Regions from separate parts of the Mus musculus genome. Here region 1 is linked to region 2. Evidence: chromatin contacts called from public promoter capture Hi-C data. All regions are on one chromosome and are shown on one strand. The core of a region is the stretch at or near the end of the contact, and the rest is flanking DNA. Distances in the headings are between cores, read along the strand shown. Region 1 holds the start of Pms1 (PMS1 homolog 1, mismatch repair system component). Region 2 has its middle 24 kb from the start of Nemp2.

Region 1 (3,564 bases), core at 518-3,017, 640 kb before region 2:
CTGTTAGGTAGACAAAGCTTATTTGTATGGCTTCTTTTTCCAAAGCTTGTTTTCTAGCCTGTCAATTTAACTAGATGGAATAATAGGAAAGAAAGCTCAAACTGGATCCAGGTGTGTTGGTTCAGTTCTGTAATCCCAGCATTCAAGAGGATTGCCAAAATCTGAGGTCAGCCTAGCCGAATAGCAATACCCTATTTCAAAATTCTTTAAAAAAAGAAAAAATTACATATATGTAAAATGTAAGCAGAGTGAGAGCCAGGAGCTAAATATATAATTGTTCAAGTTAGCAGTTTCACTGCGATGTTTCAATATATGCCTATACCATGTTTCTAGTGTATCCCCTCTCCTGCTCTCTCCACTCCCCTTCCCGTGGCAGTCTAGCCCATTTTGTATTTTCAGGTCATCTTTTTGTTTTCTTTTATGAGCTTTCCGCATACTACTTTTATTTCTCTGTGGAGCTAGTTTTGTCAAATATAATAATCACCAATAAAATAGTATTTTAAAAAGATGTGTGTGTGTGGGGGTGGGGGGACAGAACTGGCTCAACCAGTCTGAGTGGCAAGATGCTAACATGTAATGGAACATTTTAGCCATAGTCAGAGGTCAAAAGCATTTTGCTTTGATCTCCCTCTCTCTTGAAACAAGGTTTCACTGTATAGGTTGGTCAGGCTGTCCTCATTTTCACAGGTATCCTCCTGTAGAGTAGAGGGATTACAAGTGTATAAGCCACTAATGCCTGGCTGTGTGCCCCCATTTGAATAGTGAACCTAGAAATAACAAGCTGTTGATGTAAAATGAAAAATTTATAGGGTTAGGGGTTCAAATTTGTACCACAACTAGGTTAAAGTCATGAATCTTTCTCAATATTTCTTTAGCCAAACTCTCTACTTATTTATTTATTTACCTCCGCGCGCCCCCACCCACCCGCTTACTCCTTTTATGTTCAGGAAGAAACACTAAGTATTAGTATTTCTAGTATTAGTACTCAATTGTCGTGAGCATACAGTTTTGGGGGGGCCTAAGAGTTTACTTTGTTACAATCAAACTGAAATGGGTGTTGTCTGAGAGAAGGAAATGCGCTAGAATACATTTCAGCTTCTATTCAAAGATACCTAAAATCCTTTCTATTGCAGTGTTTGAAGAAAGGAATTTCACCCGGCTACGCAAGTGTTTCTGGAGTGTAATGTTCTTTCGGCTTCTCAAGATGTATGGAACAGGCAGTGATGAAAGTTACACTAAGGGAGAGTCTCGCGTAAATTTTGCTTCTATAATAACCAAGTACCTATAATGCACTTTTAAAGCTTAATAGTTCGAACATCCCACACAACGTAAAAAATTAAAAACCCAAACCCGCTGGAAAGAGCCTCACATTGCCACCTATGCTAGATTAGAAACCCTTTCTCAGCAGGTTGTGCCGCAAAGGCTTCGCTACCCGGCCCTCCCCGCCCGCGCACACCCACCGCCCCAGTCGCGGCTGCACTTCCGCGGCGCGCCGACCACCTGCGGACACCTAGGGTGCACAGCGCGAGCCCCGGAGGCAGCAGGAACCTGCTCTGCCGCAGGCCTTCTGGGCCGTGCCGCAGCTCTAGGAAGCCTTCGAGCTTACCGGCCGCCAGCTCCTGGCTGGTCACAGGACAATTCCCGCGGCAGCCACAGTAGGTCCTCTGGCTAGAGCTACTGGTGCGCCCCACCGCTTCCGGAAGGCTGCCAAGCTGCTCTAGCGAGCAGCCGATTGGCTGCCAGCCGCGCCAATCCCACTTCCTGCTGTGGGCGGGCCTTAGAGGAGCGCGAGCGCGGGTCCTGCTGAGCGCAGCCGTGCTTCGGTCCGAAGGACGTCCAGCGAAGTAGGCCGTGCAACTCAGGGTTTGCTGAGTGCTTGCCGCTGTGGGTGGTGAATGCGCGCTAGAAGGTAGTGTCACCGCGAACGAGCGTGCCCGGTGATGCTCGGGGAGGCTGAAGGCGCCTCCCGGGGCTAGGTGCGGATTTGCGGGGCTCGCGCGCACGCGTTTCAAGCCTCTGGGCTGGCTCGGCAGTAGTTGGAGCTCAGACCCTTGGGGTTCAAGGTGGGAAAGTTTTGTCTTGCTAGAGAGTGTAGCGGCTTGTAGCACTGTGCGTTGTCTCACACAAAAAGGTATTAATTTGTGGTTATTCCCAATGAAGACAGTGTACATCCTGAAGAGATGTGAATACCAGAAGTTCATCTCTATGAGGAAGGGGAGGAAAAAAAGATTTGATTAATCCATTCTCTTTCTAAATCATCTTTGAAAGTACTTTTTTTTTTTTAACCTTGGTGATTTGTATTTATAAAACTTTGTGAGTTTTATTTCAGAAATAACTCTGAAAAACATTTTAAAGTTGACAGAATGCTTGCGTGCGTGTGTGTGTGTGTGTGTGTGTGTGTGTGTGTGTAGGTATCTTTTATTTGTGTTGGTTCTGTGTGATGGTTGGGTTGGATTTATTCTGTTGTAAAATTTGCTGTTTTCTCCCTAAAATCCAAGCTCTCTAATCTTTTTGCTTTTGTAGATCAGTTTCTCTTTCTGATCACAGCATACTTCCAGGACTGTTGATTGGCTTCAGTAAACATGACTTCTTTTCTAACACTAGGACTGTTCCAACAGTAGGATTGTCCTCACTAGGTATGAATTCTTTTCCCACACTCCATGTGTTGTGTGCTGGAACATCAACCCTCTGGCTTTTCAGAGGAGGTCTTTAAGTGCACACCCCTTAATAATATGCCACATTCCTGAATATGTTTTCAATATACATTCACTGCCCTCAAAGCAATATGAGCCAGAGAGGAAGGGACAGATAAATAAAATAGCCATTTATGAGTTTGAATTAAAAAAACGAAGGGATGCCTAATCTCTTGGGAGATTGGAATATGGAAAAAGAGTTTTGGGAACTGACACAAGACATCCCAGAAAAATGTCATGTGGCCCAGGAAATCCTACCACATCTAGGTAAAGAGAGCCACATTGTAGTGTGACCAGATTAGTACTGTGTGTACATTTGGAAAATGGGATGAAATTAGAGAGATAGGGTAGTAGGGAATTTGGACTTAACATACTTAGCAGTTGAAAAATCTTAAAAATTTAAAGTAGGATAGCAAAGATACTTTAATTATAGAAACAACTTACAAATATTTAAATCCATATATCAATTTGGTAGTTATTGGAGTCGTTCAGAGGAGAAATACTAAGGGGCTGACCAGAAGTGGTATTAGGAAGAATGCTCTAAGAAACTCAGGAAGGAGCAGGTGCCATGTATATGGTGGGAATTCTTACAGTATTGTTGAGATTTCTAACTTGCTTGCTTGGAAAGTATTGAGGTGTGGCCTTCTGAGCCAAAATATGCATATGTCTTAGAAATATGGTAATCTTCTGCAAGTTAACAAGATTTTCCATTCCATTGTAATAGATGTGTAATGTGTGTAGAGGAATATAAAAGATAGTACATGAAGTTCCTATGTTGGCTATTAATTTTATTACCAAGCAAATCATAGAGAAAAAGCGATTCTGAGATAGAATAATATTTATCTTGTCTTTTAGGTCATCTAAGTATGAT
Region 2 (3,628 bases), core at 102-2,601:
CTGCACTGTCAACCCCCAAGGCTCATTTTAAGTGACCTTTAAAATCAGATGTATTTATTATGCTCGTGCAATTACAGAAATGAAGTGGGAGACAGGCTGAGCCCCACCTATGAATGTACAGTATGTGGATTGTGAAAGTGACTGTAGGGAATCAGAGCGTTGTATCTTGTGTTTACAATTCTGGTTGATTTCTTTGAAAAGCTGCTGGTTTGGGAAATGCACAGTGGGTGTATTGAAATAAAAGGTAAATACCATTTTTAAATATTTCGTAAATGAAAAACACGTGACCAAACAAGAGAACATCCTCTGCTCTGTAATGAATGACACCAAATTCAATATGCCTTCGTTACAAAATGTTTACTGTGAGCGTCGATCCAACAGTGCAGTAATTTCTAGCCTTTTGAGCTGACACCTTCACGAGTTTGTGGACTTTGTGACTTTTTCTTCCTGTTCTTACAGTGCCATATGTCACTTGAAAAATATTAAAGTGAATTCCAATTAAACTTGATTTGAGAATTTTATAACCTCTCTTGAGATCCTTAGAAATACTCAGGGATGTCAAAGCTGAGGCTAGGAATCACTACCATAGTGATTTGTCCTGCTCCTCTCTGCCTGCAGGAAGTTATGCTACCCTAGAGTTCTGTGTGAACCCAACTTGGCTCGATGCTATTAACTAGACTATTCTTTTTTTTTAATTAGGTATTTTCCTTGTTTACATTTTCAATGCTATCCCAAAGGTCCCCCATACCCACCCCCCCAACCCCTTACCCACCCACTCCCCCTTTTTGGCCCTGGCGTTCCCCTGTACTGGGGCATATAAAGTTTGCAAGTCCAATGGGCCTCTCTTTGCAGTGATGGCTGACTAGGCCATCTTTTGATACATATGCAGCTAAAGACAAGAGCTCCAGGGTACTGGTTAGTTCATATTGTTGTTCCACCTATAGGGTTGCAGTTCCCTTTAGCTCCTTGGGTACTTTCTCTAGCTCCTCCATTGGGAGCCCTGTGATCCATCCATTAGCTGACTGTGATCATCCACTTCTGTATTTGCTAGGCCCCGGCATAGTCTCACAAGAGAGAGCTATATCTGGGTCCTTTTAGCAAAATTTTGCTAGTGTGTGCAATGGTGTCAGCGTTTGGAAGCTGATTATGGGATGGATCCCTGCATATGGCAATCACTAGATGGTCCATCTTTTTTGTCACAGCTCCAAATTTTGTCTCTGTAACTAGACTATTCTTAAAGCAGAGTAATAGTACATGCCAAAGGCCAGCACAGCTCAAGAGCCAGAGTCATAGGACAGTGCTACTTTATCGTCCTAGTGAGCTTGCAGTGGCAGGAAGTTGCAGTGGCAGGAAGTTGCAGTGGCAGGAAGTTGCAGTGGCAGGAAGTTGCAGTGGCAGAAAGCAGGCAGGTGGCTAGCACTCCCGGGGATTTGCAGCTTGCTCATGGGACTCCTAAGCAATATGCCTCTCGGCATATCAGTTAAGTAGAGCAGCTGCAAAAGGGGAAGTTCATCCATGGTTAGGTCATTTGTTTTTCAAAAGCCCTACCTGGTATACATAACCTTCCCCATTGAAAATATGAGGATTCTTAAGCGAATAGGGCCTAAGTTATGGGATCATGGTCAGAGCCAGGACACAGACTCAACTCTTGCTAACACCAGAGCCCTGCCTACCACCTTCCCATCCTAGTGGGAGGGAAAGCGTCCACGGTGGTACAAGACATAAATAGCCAAGCCATGAGTTCTGTGTGCCTGAAACCTATGTGTGTTTGTTTCTATTCTTGATTTCTAGACATTCTCTAAAACCTTAAATCAGCATCCCAAGCAATAGCCTTACCAATAAAACGTCCTGACAAGATTGTAGGCTACTTTTGTTGTCCCAGTATGAGTGCTATGGGCTGCTTGTGACTCTTACAGTGGATATGTACCTACTGTGTCTCTGAGGATTTCTATCTTTTTTTGTTTGGTTGGTTGGCTTTATTGTTTGTAGAACATGATTTTAGTATTTTCAACTGTTAATATTCAACAAACAGAATCATTTTAAGATATATTTTGTTGTATTTCATTTCTGATTTTATTAATTTAGATACTGTCTTTGTGCCCTCTGGTTAGTCTGGCTAAGGGTTTATCTACCTTGTTGATTTTTCTCAAAAAAACAGCTTCTGATTTTGATTCTCTGTAGAGTTGGTTTTGTTTCTACTTGGTTGATTTCAGCCCTGAGTTTGATTATTTCCTGCCATCTACTCCTCTAGGGTGTATTTGCTTCTTTTTGTTCTAGAGCTTTCAGGTGTGCTGTCAAGCTCCTGTAAGCTCTCTCCAATTTCTTTTGGGAGAACTTAGAGCTATGAGTTTTCCTCTTACAACTGCTTTCCTTGTGTCCCATAAATTTTGGTATGATGTGTCTTCATTTTCATTAAATTCTAAAAAGCGTTTCATTTTTTTTCTTTTTTTCTTCCTTGACTGAGTTATCATTGTGTAGAGCATTGTTCAGCTTCCACGTGTATGTGTGCTTTCTGTTGTTTTTATTGATATTTAAGACCAGCCTTAGTCTGTGGTGATCTGATAGTGTGCATGGAATAATTTCAATCTTCTTGTATCTGTTGAGGCCTGTTTTGTGACTGATTATATGGTCAGTTTTGGAGAAGGTACCATGAGGTGCTGAGAAGAAGGTATATTCTTTTGCTTTAGGATGAAATGTTCTATAGATATTGTTAGATCCGTTTGGTTAATAAGTTCTGTTAGTGTCTCTGTTTAGTTTCTGTTTCCCTGATCTGTCTATTCCTGAAAGTGGGGTGTTGAAGTCTCCCACTATTATTGTATGGGGTACAATGTGTGCTTTGAGCTTTAGTAAAGTTTCTTTTATGAATGTGGGTGCCCTTGCATTTGGACCATAGATATTCAGAATTGAGAGTTCTTCTTGGTTGATTTTTCATTTGACCAGTATAAAGTGTCCTTCCTTATCTTTTTTGATAACTTTTGGTTGAAAGTTGATTTTATTGGATATTAGAATGGCTACTCCAGCTTGTTTCTTGGGACCACTTGCTTAGAAAAATGTTTTCCAACCTTTTACTCTGAGGTAGTCTCTGTCTTTGTCACTGAGGTACATTTCCTGTATGCAGCAAAATGCTGGGTCCTGTTTACGTAGCCAGTCTGTTAATCAATGTCTTTCTATTGGGGAACTGAGTCCACTGATGTTAAGAGATGTTAAGGAAAAGTGATTGTTACTTCCTGTTATTTTTGTGGGTTTCTATCTTTAAACCACTTCCTGTGATGCAAACTGTCATGCAAGACATCACTTATGGGAAGTCTGGGGGCCTTTACTTCCTTAAGTTCTGCAAGAGCACTTGGATCCAAGTTAGGTGACTCTGTGAAGGTGAGAGTATGATTATGAGAGATGATTACTGGAGAGGGAAAGGGTGATTTCCCATCCAGACATCCTTCAGTGCATTGAGACAAGACACTTAAAACTCTAAACCACTCACGTAGTTTACACAAAAGCTTTAATAACTCCCTGACACAGAACTTCTAAGCCAACGGACATCTGGGAAAGTGATGCTTGTATGAGAACAGGAATTGGGAGGTGAAAGAAAAGTTCTTTTTCAAATCAGAAATCATATAGCTTAGGCAGG

The links. Promoter capture Hi-C pulls out the DNA fragments that hold promoters and counts their contacts.
Region 1: a promoter capture Hi-C map of pre-B cells shows a contact between it and region 2, with 5 times the contacts expected there. The contact joins the promoter of Pms1 here to the enhancer-like site in region 2. A contact is called at or near these places in 4 of 39 promoter capture datasets (the C10 cell line, hippocampal neurons and pre-B cells), 4 of 115 datasets of contacts at active chromatin or transcription factors (astrocytes, forebrain, large pre-B cells and 1 more) and 2 of 9 other capture datasets (adipose tissue and liver).

The regions. Positions count from the first base shown.
Region 1 is chr1:53,295,231-53,298,794 of GRCm38.p6, reverse strand. It overlaps Pms1 (PMS1 homolog 1, mismatch repair system component), which reads left to right and starts at 1,767. Exons shown (of 13, transcript NM_153556.2): 1 at 1,767-1,909. It overlaps Ormdl1 (ORM1-like 1 (S. cerevisiae)), which reads right to left and starts at 1,700. Exons shown (of 4, transcript NM_145517.4): 1 at 1,607-1,700.
Region 2 is chr1:52,653,179-52,656,806 of GRCm38.p6, reverse strand. It overlaps a transcript of Mfsd6 not described here. Among named protein-coding and RNA genes, the nearest start is that of Nemp2, 24 kb to the right of the region's middle. Within about 2 kb of position 1,351, at least 81 of the 459 cell types and tissues checked have an H3K27ac peak or open chromatin away from gene starts, as enhancers often do. A contact at or near this core is called in memory CD8 T cells and pre-B cells, where this site is marked.